Regions from separate parts of the Zea mays genome. Here region 1 is linked to region 2. The links are chromatin contacts, called in public Hi-C maps. All regions are on one chromosome and are shown on one strand. The core of a region is the stretch at or near the end of the contact, and the rest is flanking DNA. Distances in the headings are between cores, read along the strand shown. Region 1 holds the start of LOC100283603 (SAM domain family protein). Region 2 holds the start of LOC100282371.

Region 1 (4,973 bases), core at 359-2,858, 240 kb after region 2:
AGCGTTGTAACCTTCGACCAGTTCTTCATCTTCTGTATTTCCATAGATTGAATTTTCTCGCTCTTCATCTTATCACTAGAATCACAAATAGATTACGAAACTGGTTCTCTTAACAATATAACACATATTTTTACATAAATTATCGTGACATTATACGTTTCCGTTGCAACGCACGGGCACTCACCTAGTTTAGCACATAAGAACTTAATTAAATGTGTTGGGCACTTAATCACCAAAACATAATAGAAATTGCCCACGAGCACATTTCCCTTTCATATGGGATCCTGATTCCATATATCAAATATATTGTATAAGATATATCTAATGTTGAAAAACGAATTGACGCAAACCTAAGAAACGAATCGACACCCTTGTGTTGTCGCGTATTGCGGTGTTCACCATCATGGACGGAATCACTAAGAGATTGAACCAATTCATCAATTTCTTGACACATGGTTTGTGATCTAATCTAGTTGCATTGCATATTCATCAATTTCTTGACACGTGGTTTGTGATCTAATCTAGTTGCATTGCATAGACATGTCACACCACCTCTGGTTTATCAATTTAATGACTCATGGTTCATGACTCACCTAGCATCGCACAAACCGTTCGCGGAGGCGCTGTGCAGGGTGGGTGGTCAGATTCTAAGAATCGGATTTCTCTTAAAAAAGTTGAAAAGCCCGAGCTCGAAACCGCTACTTTGACATATGATCTAAAGTCCAAATTTTGGTCCCAAACCCTTATCTTACTCGATACCAAGTGATATCAAGTGTAAAATGTGAGAAGAAACTTTTCACATAATATCAAGTGCAAGTATGTGTTTATGACTACAATTTACATTTATCATTTTACAATATTAGAAAAATTTATTGCGCTCAATAGAAATTGTTTTTTACATCAATTAATAATTTCTTTAATTATATATTTATGATTTTTTATAGAGAGAGAGAGAGGCATATGTACTAGTTTCACTCGGAGCCTCTAAAATGCTAGGACCGGTTTTAACCGTGACGATGTCGTACCATTTTTTACAGTACTTCGATTTCAACTACCCTGTATGAGGCTAAGGGTTTGCAAGTAGGATCTTATGTATTTACCGAATAGTAAGCAAATTTGTTGGCTTTATGAAAGGTTTCCAAAAGTATATCTACACAATAGAGGATCTAAGCTTTGTTTAGGTTGTCTCTAGCAGGTCCCCTATCTCATCCTTTATTTCAAATTTCACTTATAAATAGTGTCAAACAATATTATCTACAGTATCGTGTCATCTATTTTACAAGATTCACCGAAGACAATCTTAGAGTCAATAGATATTGTTCGATTTTCAGTAAGAGTTAGTTCGAGTGATGTTTTTGTGGTTCATTACTTTATTTATTTTTTCTAGGGTATTTGCACTAGAGATAATAATTAGTTAGCTAGTGAAATTATGTATCTAACAAATAGCTAGCTAGCTAGTAACTAATTTGCTAAAAATAGCTAATAGTTGATTTATTAGTTAGATTGTTTATTCAACTTAATTTTAGTGCATTTGGACAGGCACTTTTTATCATAGCGCGCTGGTTAAAGTTCTAGTAAAAAGTAAAGCGCCGTCGAAACCGGCAAAGCGAAAAATGCCCGCCCGCACCTGCGTGCGTGTGCTGTGTGGGCATGGGCAGCGTCACCAAAGCGAGGCTCCTCTCGTCCCAAGCGCCGGTTAACTCCGTCTCAGCGCACGCGGCACGCCCCTAATCTTCATTCCCCCGAAACCCTAGCCGGTCCTTGGCCTTGTCCCGGTCGCGCCGCTCCCGTCGCCTCTTCCGCGGAAGCCGTCCTCTGCGCGTCGGCGGCGGTGGAGATGGCCTCCTCGTCGGCATCTTCGAGGCACCAGGTCACCATCACCCTCGGCCGCAGCGGTCAGGTGAGCCGTCCAGCCCCGGTCAATCCGTGTTTATAAAGCCAGCGTGGTCTCATTCTTCGTTGCGGATTTGCCTACGGAGTCGTTCAGGGCTTGAATGTTGATTGATTAGCATCAGAGCAGACTCTCCAGCAAGAGAGAACATGGCCGCTGATTTGGTAGAGGTCTGTATATCATTTGTTAACCTTAGTTTAGGTTTAGAGTGCGGGGTATCAGATATTACCGTATTATATGGAGGGATCCTATGCGATTTGGTGGTCAAAAGTTGGTCGCATGGTGTTGGATTTGGTTGTTGACTACCGAGAGTACAATCTTGCTGTATACCTCAAATCAAGGGACGATGCTGTGATTTTTGGAAGGTGGCTTAATATATACTCCCTCCGTTCCTAAATCTCCAGCGTATAAGCAAATTGAATTTATTCAAAAATCTCCATCGTATTAGGTGGTCTTTCCGTCTATTTTAGTTTGGCGAGCATGCAACACCTCATTTCTGCTGCCGCGTTTTTACTATGCTGTCCTCCCGTTATTCGTTGTCTGCTCCTGTACTGATTTATTTCGAATTCTGATTGGAGTACCACACCGCTCATCCATGTAGTCGCTTTGCTACTTGCCATGGATCACCAACCACGAAAAGGCACGACATGCGGTTGTGAGCGGGTTAACACTGTGGTAATTAAAAACAAATTGACGCTCTTTGTTGTTCCTTGGTCACTTCACCGATGGCTAATATGTTGGAGATTTATGAACGGAGGGAGTATGTGATTGCCCACTCGGTAGCTTTGAGTTTCTAAGTGTGGTTGGGGTGCGGGGGGGGGGGGGGGGGGTGGAGTTAACACGAGAAGTACCCGCATGGGTGTTCTGATGTTGTGGGATATAGTAGAGAAATCTCTGGATCTCCTTCAGTGATATTATTGTTTTTTCTCCTCAAGATACATGAGAGGGGATTGGAAATGGTTGTCAATCATAAGGGCATGATAAATTTAAATGTGGAGGGGTGGAATTTGTTGATGCAGATTATGTTTATTCCTTATGTTGCTACAAATATGTGTATATGAAATAAGCAGCACTTGAATGACTGTGAAGTGGACAATTTTCTGACATTGGGAGAAACAATAGAAGCTTGTACAATGAATGTTATCGTGCAAGTTTCATCTAGGGCACACTCTTTGTAGTAGTGTTTATTTGTACCTGCTGGTCGTATCGAAGATTATCAATCATTTGTTTCATGTTTGCACAATTGCACATTCTGCATTCAGATCTTTTATGCTGTTAGTTGTAATGTCTAACGAACATATATGCACACCATATCAATACTTATCAGGATGATTTCATTATTAGCAGTGAAGCCACTCACGCTAGCACTTCTATTATGCATGTTTTTTTCTTCATTTTTTTCTATAATGATTTGTTTGTAATCTATCTTGGATTTGACAAAGCATACACGATCGGTTTTAAGGTTTGCTATGATGTGAAATGCTAGCTGACTGATGCCATTGCCTTTGTGTTAGTGTGTTACATACATGTTATTTGCATCTTAAGCTTTCCCAAACCTCGATGAATTTTGATATCACCTTCTTTACATGTTTATGTTATTTTTGTTCACCTTAGGTTGTTAAAAGGAGGACTATATCTGATGATATTAACGGCGATGAAATGCCATTGTCGGGGAAAAAACGATCTGTGAGGGATAGGTTAGGAAGTAATGTGTCTGATTCTGATTTTTATGGAAGCCAGCAGAGGAACAAAAGGTAATCTTTCTTGGGTCTGCTATTTCCATTGTTTGTGTAGGCTTCAAAGTTTTTAGCTACATTATAATATACAAAGGATTCTTTCCACATCATTAGGGACAGACTGACAGTTTGTTCCTTTGTGGTAATTCGCCCCCAATTGTGAGCCATGGCTTCAGCTTCATCACAATGTTTCAATCACACAAAACCAAATGCTTTTTTATAGTTTATACATTGTCAACTCCACCACTCTGCCTTGTAGCCTACATATTTGGGTTACCGCTATGGCGCTATTGCTAATAATAACTATTTTACATTTGATTTCTGATACACATATTTGTGATAACCTTAAGCAGACATGTGTTAATTTATCATATCATCTTTACTTGTTCATAATTTAGCAAATTAGCTTATCTATATATATCATAGTTGTTAAAGCGGTAAGGCGAGTGGCCCCCTTTTTTAATCTTTTAAGCGATAAAGCGTAAGGCGCCGGGGCGATGCCCTACTGTCCAAAGCGGACGCCTTAGGCTCTGAGATAAGGCGACTGGGACGCCTTACGATTTTTGCACGCTTTACCGCTGGACGCTTTAACAACTATGATATATATGGCAATTGGACATGTACACCGATGTCGCCCTTCTATCCAATTGTGCACTGCACTGCATGCTCCTCCTTTGCATATTACATTCTTTTTTGTCCTTGTTTTTACTTTATCTTATATATTTGTGAAGAACTTGTCTTTGAGATCATAGCATGTGTGGTTCTATTTACTGTGTTCATTTTGTTACATTCTGCCACTGCAAACAGGTCACTCCTTGCCTTTTTCTTATATAAAGTGTAATTGACTGCTTATCCCTGTGGTTCCACTCTCACTTTGCAGGCAACAGACAGAAATTAATAGCTCACATGGAGATGATGGTTCAGGTGATGAAAAACCTTAATTTCTTGTCAATTCACTAGGGCTTGAATTGAAGATATCTGGCACTACTTACTCTGTTGCATTGGCGTGCAAAATATTTGAAGATCGCTTGGTTGGCAAGGATGATCTGAGACTGAAACTCATGAGGAAAGGCTCGTTTCAGAGGAGCAATGGTGGTGCAGAACAGAATACAATGGATCTCCGTGAAAAGCTTTCCCGAAATCATAAGAAGTTGCCAAGATATGATTCTAGAGGCCATGCTGCAGAATCAAGGGCTAGTTATGATATGAGAGATGAGCCACCAGAGTTAAGGTCCAGATATTTTTCAAGGGAGGATGTCCTAGGGTCAAGGAACTCTTCTGTTGTAAGTCGAGTTCCTTATTCAAGAACTGCGGATGACTTGTTAAAATCGAACCCTTCAAGAAAA
Region 2 (4,788 bases), core at 1,430-3,929:
ATCATCTTCCATGCTCGCTGCTTTGCCCTCCATGCTTTCCTATATTTGATCCTATAACCAAACAACTCCGAAGTCATGGTCATAATTGACTTTACCTTCAAGTTTGGCTGACCCTTCAATATCCCCAATATCCTTTTCGCAATTAGGGTAGATGTCAACTGACGATGCTTAGAGCTTAGCTCTGTCTGGGCACAAGTGTGTGGACCTACAATTTTGGTGATCTTAAACTTTCCGGTTTCCTTCTGCCTTCGGGCACATACCCTCCAATTACATTCCGACACCTCGCACACAACAGTGTAATGACACTGTGCATACGAGTGTCTCACCTTGAACGGCCTCTTGCGGTTCACAGAATATTCCTGTAGCCATCGTCTCAGTGTAGGCAGGTCCTTGAAAAGTAAGCCTACCTTAATCTCAATGCTGTCAGGGTTATCCGGAGCCTCTAGCAGTTCATCATCACGTCCTTCAGCATATGCACAGGTGGAATGACTTAGACTGCTAAATTCATGTACTGCAGGGTCATGCTCGGGACACAAACGTCTTATGAGTTCAGTTTCTTGCTCGATCATTTCTTGAACCGGACGGTCATAATCAGAATCTAAGGCCCGTGCAGCCTCATATGGCTCCTCCTCATCCTCAATCTGAACATCAACACTATTGGACGCCCTGCATATGTTGTCCATATTATATGATACAGACACATCAAGATAAGCACCATTATCTATTTGTGGAGATCCTGCATCGGGTCGAAGCAAGAAATACTACATTAAAAAGTCTAATCAAACGAAATAACGATGGATATGAACAACGTGTCAAAGACACTTACTAGGATGATCCTGAACTGGATCCTAGGTCAATGGGATCTCTTGGGGGGTACCACCGGATTAGAAGCCCCACAAACGCCAAGAAGGGGACGAGAAATCCCATACTCGTGCGGCCCCGATTGAGCATCGGGCACAACAACCATTTCTTCCGGAAGCTCTACCAAAGGAGCTTCAATACGAGATGCATTTGGCATTTATGGAGACAACCCGATTGGAGCATCGCAATGACTAACAGATAACTTTTGAACAACCACATCCAAACATGGTGGAACCATCGTCTTCACAATTCTTACATATCTCACCCAATCATCTTCTGAGGCAATGGAGATCAACCGTCGGACAACTGTTCCATATGTAATATGGGACAACAAACCCTGAATTGATATTCTAGGGTCGTTTATGTTGCAACTAATCTCCTCACAAGCTTGAGCGAAAATCTTGTCAAAAGATGGTCTTTCATCGAACAACATGGTCACGATCTTCATACCATCAAAACTAACATTCCCATAAGCATCTATCTCTACGCTTCCTCCATGGTATAGTGTCACTAGGGTGTCCATCTATTGCAAAAATGGATTACTAACTCAATAATGGCTAGGTACTTAAGCCTAAAAACTTACTAAGTAATAAATAAATAGTAACTACTTATTAACTAATAACTATATAGTAAATATTAAATGACCACATCAAACGAAATTACATAATCTATGAATAATGTACGAAAACAATGTATACCTGAGATCGCGTACGAGTCCAACTAACGGTGAAGAAGGTCAAGTCGGAAGAACACCTATGTACAAAAAATACTATTGTCAATAAAAAATTTGGCAGCATCTCTCCTGTAAAGTGATGTTTCTAAAACCTGCAAATAAACGACAACACGATGGTTGCCAACACAGAAAACTGCACGATATCTACATAATAAATAATATGCTGAACATGTAATATCAATGTGCTAAACAAAATGCTACAAGTATATGCTAAACCCTTTATAATCACTGAATTTCCTCCATTAACAATATGCTACCAATTTACTAACTATATAATCACTAACAATATGCTAAACACTAACAATATGCTAAACAAGTGAATAACTAACTATTTACTAAACACTAACAATATACTAACAATATGCTAAACAAGTGAATAACTAACTATTTACTAAACACTAACAATAGCTAACAATATGCTAAACACTAACAATTTACTAACTAAGTAAAACTAAGTAAATAAAAACAATTACCTACTGGCGGTGGCAGAGATGGGCGCGTGGAGGAAGCTCCTGGCGTCGGGCGCCGCGCGGAGGAGCTTGCGGCAGCGGGGGCCACGGTGGCGGGGCGCGCGACGGCAGAGGAGCTCGCGGCGACGGTGGGGCTTGCGGAGGAGGTCGCGGAGGAGCCGGCGACGACGCTCTGGTCTTCGGGGGGCAGCCGTGATAAGAGGCGGCGTGGTCAGAGGACAGAAACGCAGTGAAGGAACAAAGAAGAGAACGCGGTGAAGAAACGGACCACTCAGTTAAATTCTAGCTCGGCGCTAAGATCTGTGGCGTCGAGCTAAGGGTCCAAAATTGAGATTAAAATTTTTTAAGATCTAAACGTGATTTTATTACCGATAAAGGGCTAAAATGCAAAAAAAAACTCGGGGCGGCGGGAGGGGGAGGGACCTGTTTTTCCCGTGCGGTCAACGAACTTCCCAAATCCCAATCGCGTCGCGCACCACCCGCAGTTAATCCGAGCCGTCTATCGCGCTTCTACACGGCCGACCTTCTGTGACAGTTCGGGCACCGACGTCCGTCTCCGTACTTCCGGCTGTGTGCGAACTGCGAACGCGTGATCGGGACCCTCCGCAAACGCGACGCGAAGGTCAGCACGGACAACTCTATCCCTCCGCCGCGACCCTGACCCCCCACCTCGTCGGCGATGAGTTTCTCTTCCAACGGCGGGAAGAAGCCGGCTCCCGGCGGCGGCCGCAGGGGTCCCGCCATCCGCACGCTCGCTGACATAAGCCGTGGGCCCGCCGGCTTCCCAGGTGCCGGAGGCGGCGACAGCGGCAGCGACGACGACGAGCCACAGGAATACTACACCGGTGGCGAGAAGAGGTACATCTCAGCCCCTCTCGGGGACCTGTGTTTCCTGATTGACTTTGTTGGGATTTGCCTGCGATCGTGCGTACGAGCATCGGAATCGCCGCTTCCTAGTTTTGCGATCTAGTTAGGGGTGTTTGTTTTGAGCTTAAATCGGATTTTGGCTATCAGAATCAGCTTCTAGCAGCCAAATCATTCGCTTCTCGGTCCGCATCAGTCCGTTTCTGTGAATCTTTTTGGTGAAAATCATCCATATCAACATGAACACAGATTCCGCCAAGCTGTCACGACGAGAGGAATTAGATTCTAAACCCTATGCTAAACTCTATGGGTTCCTTCATCTTCCTCCGTATGTAAATCCCACGATATTCAGATTCTTCTCACAGACACATACTCTAGAAATTTAGATTCTTAGAAAAACTTGCTAGAAAAAAAATCTGTTTGACCAAACAGGCCAGAAGCCGCTTAACACTCTAGCCCGAAGCCGCTTAACACTCTAGCTAGGTCTATGCATTTATTTGGGCATGTTGCTTGATTATATAAATTCAGTGTAGCTTGCACACAAATACAATTATATGAAAGGAAAACATGCCATTCCCTGGTGTTGAGGGAATGACTTTGGGTATATTGAATGCCAGTTCGAGGATGTGCTTTTAGGTCTTGATTGAGAGTGCTTGCTTTCGTGTCTTTCTTAGCCGAACTGGAAATGCCAGGACTATGGGGAAGGGTCCCTCGAGTGAGACACGAGATGGCTAGTGTACAAATTCTGTCTATCTGAGAAAGGCGCTGATTACAGCTCATTCCTTGGATGGACCATAGGTCTGGTGCTAGAATCTGGAACCGTCGATGGACTTATTGATCGGGTTGGCACTTAGGTGTGTTGCTGGAGAAGGGTTTTTATGTTGGAGTAAAAAGGAAGGCAAATCCTTAAAAGAGGAACAACAACTATTGAGCTTATTTTTTGGCTTCAGACTAACTATAGAATGAAGGGCAATCAAACAAAAAGTAATATTCATAGTTAGTATTTTCACTTATAGGTGGTTCTTCTTCCTTTGAATGATATAAGGCAATATATTGTAGCTTTACGGTCCATTACTTGCCTCATTTTCAAAGGCATCTTGTTCTGTTTTTTGGACCATGCTTTGTTCCATCTAGATCTTATGCAGAAGCAGAACATTGATAATATCTCCTTAATGCTTAGCTCCACATTTGGCTCTAGAGAAAATCTCCACAAAATAATAGGGAATTTAAGTTTGTAAGGTTGACTTGTGCTCTTTTGTCTTGTAAGTAATTTTATATTTGTCTTTGTAATGTGCAGTGGAATGCTTGTTCAAGATCCAACAAGAAGAAATGATGTGGATGCGATATTTGAACAAGCCAGACAAGCGGGTATCAAAGGAATGCCTCCTCCTCTTGGTGGCGAGTCTTCCAGCTCTAGGAGCTTTACAGGGACTGGCCGACTTCTTACAGGGGAGACAATATCATCTGCTGCACCTCAGGAACCAGTACCAATTCGAGTACGCCACAATATACATTTGTGGAACAATGGCTTTAGTGTGGATGATGGTCCACTGAGATACTACGACGATCCTGAAAATGCAGAGTTCCTTGAGGTGATTCATTTTTACATGATATTTCTGAATGTTTTGATCTATTCCAAGTATCCCCTCTTTTGCAAGGGCAGACCTGGTGCCGTGGTGAAAGCTGTGTCACTGTGTCACCAGGTCGCGGGCTCGAAGCAGCCTCTCCGCATTTGCGAGGGGAAGGCTTTCCTCGCTTTATCCCTTCCCTAGCCCCACTCATGTGGGAGTCGTTGGCACTGGGTCTGCCCTGCCCATTTGTTCCCTCCTTTGTGAATAAGATAATGTTTAAGAATTTGTG

The links. Hi-C and Micro-C count contacts between places; a contact is called where the count stands out from the background.
Region 1: a contact with region 2 is called in a Hi-C map of ear, with 2.5 times the contacts expected there. The contact joins the promoter of LOC100283603 here to the promoter of LOC100282371 in region 2. A contact is called at or near these places in 3 of 25 Hi-C or Micro-C datasets (ear, leaf and tassel).

What each region holds. Positions count from the first base shown.
Region 1 is chr10:126,260,147-126,265,119 of Zm-B73-REFERENCE-NAM-5.0, forward strand. It overlaps LOC100283603 (SAM domain family protein), which reads left to right and starts at 1,609. Exons shown (of 7, transcript NM_001156504.2): 1 at 1,609-1,900; 2 at 3,506-3,645; 3 at 4,508-4,551; 4 at 4,651-4,973. The coding sequence starts at 1,838.
Region 2 is chr10:126,022,835-126,027,622 of Zm-B73-REFERENCE-NAM-5.0, forward strand. LOC100282371 reads left to right here and starts at 2,680. Exons shown (of 4, transcript NM_001155283.2): 1 at 2,680-2,922; 2 at 4,226-4,520. The coding sequence starts at 2,744.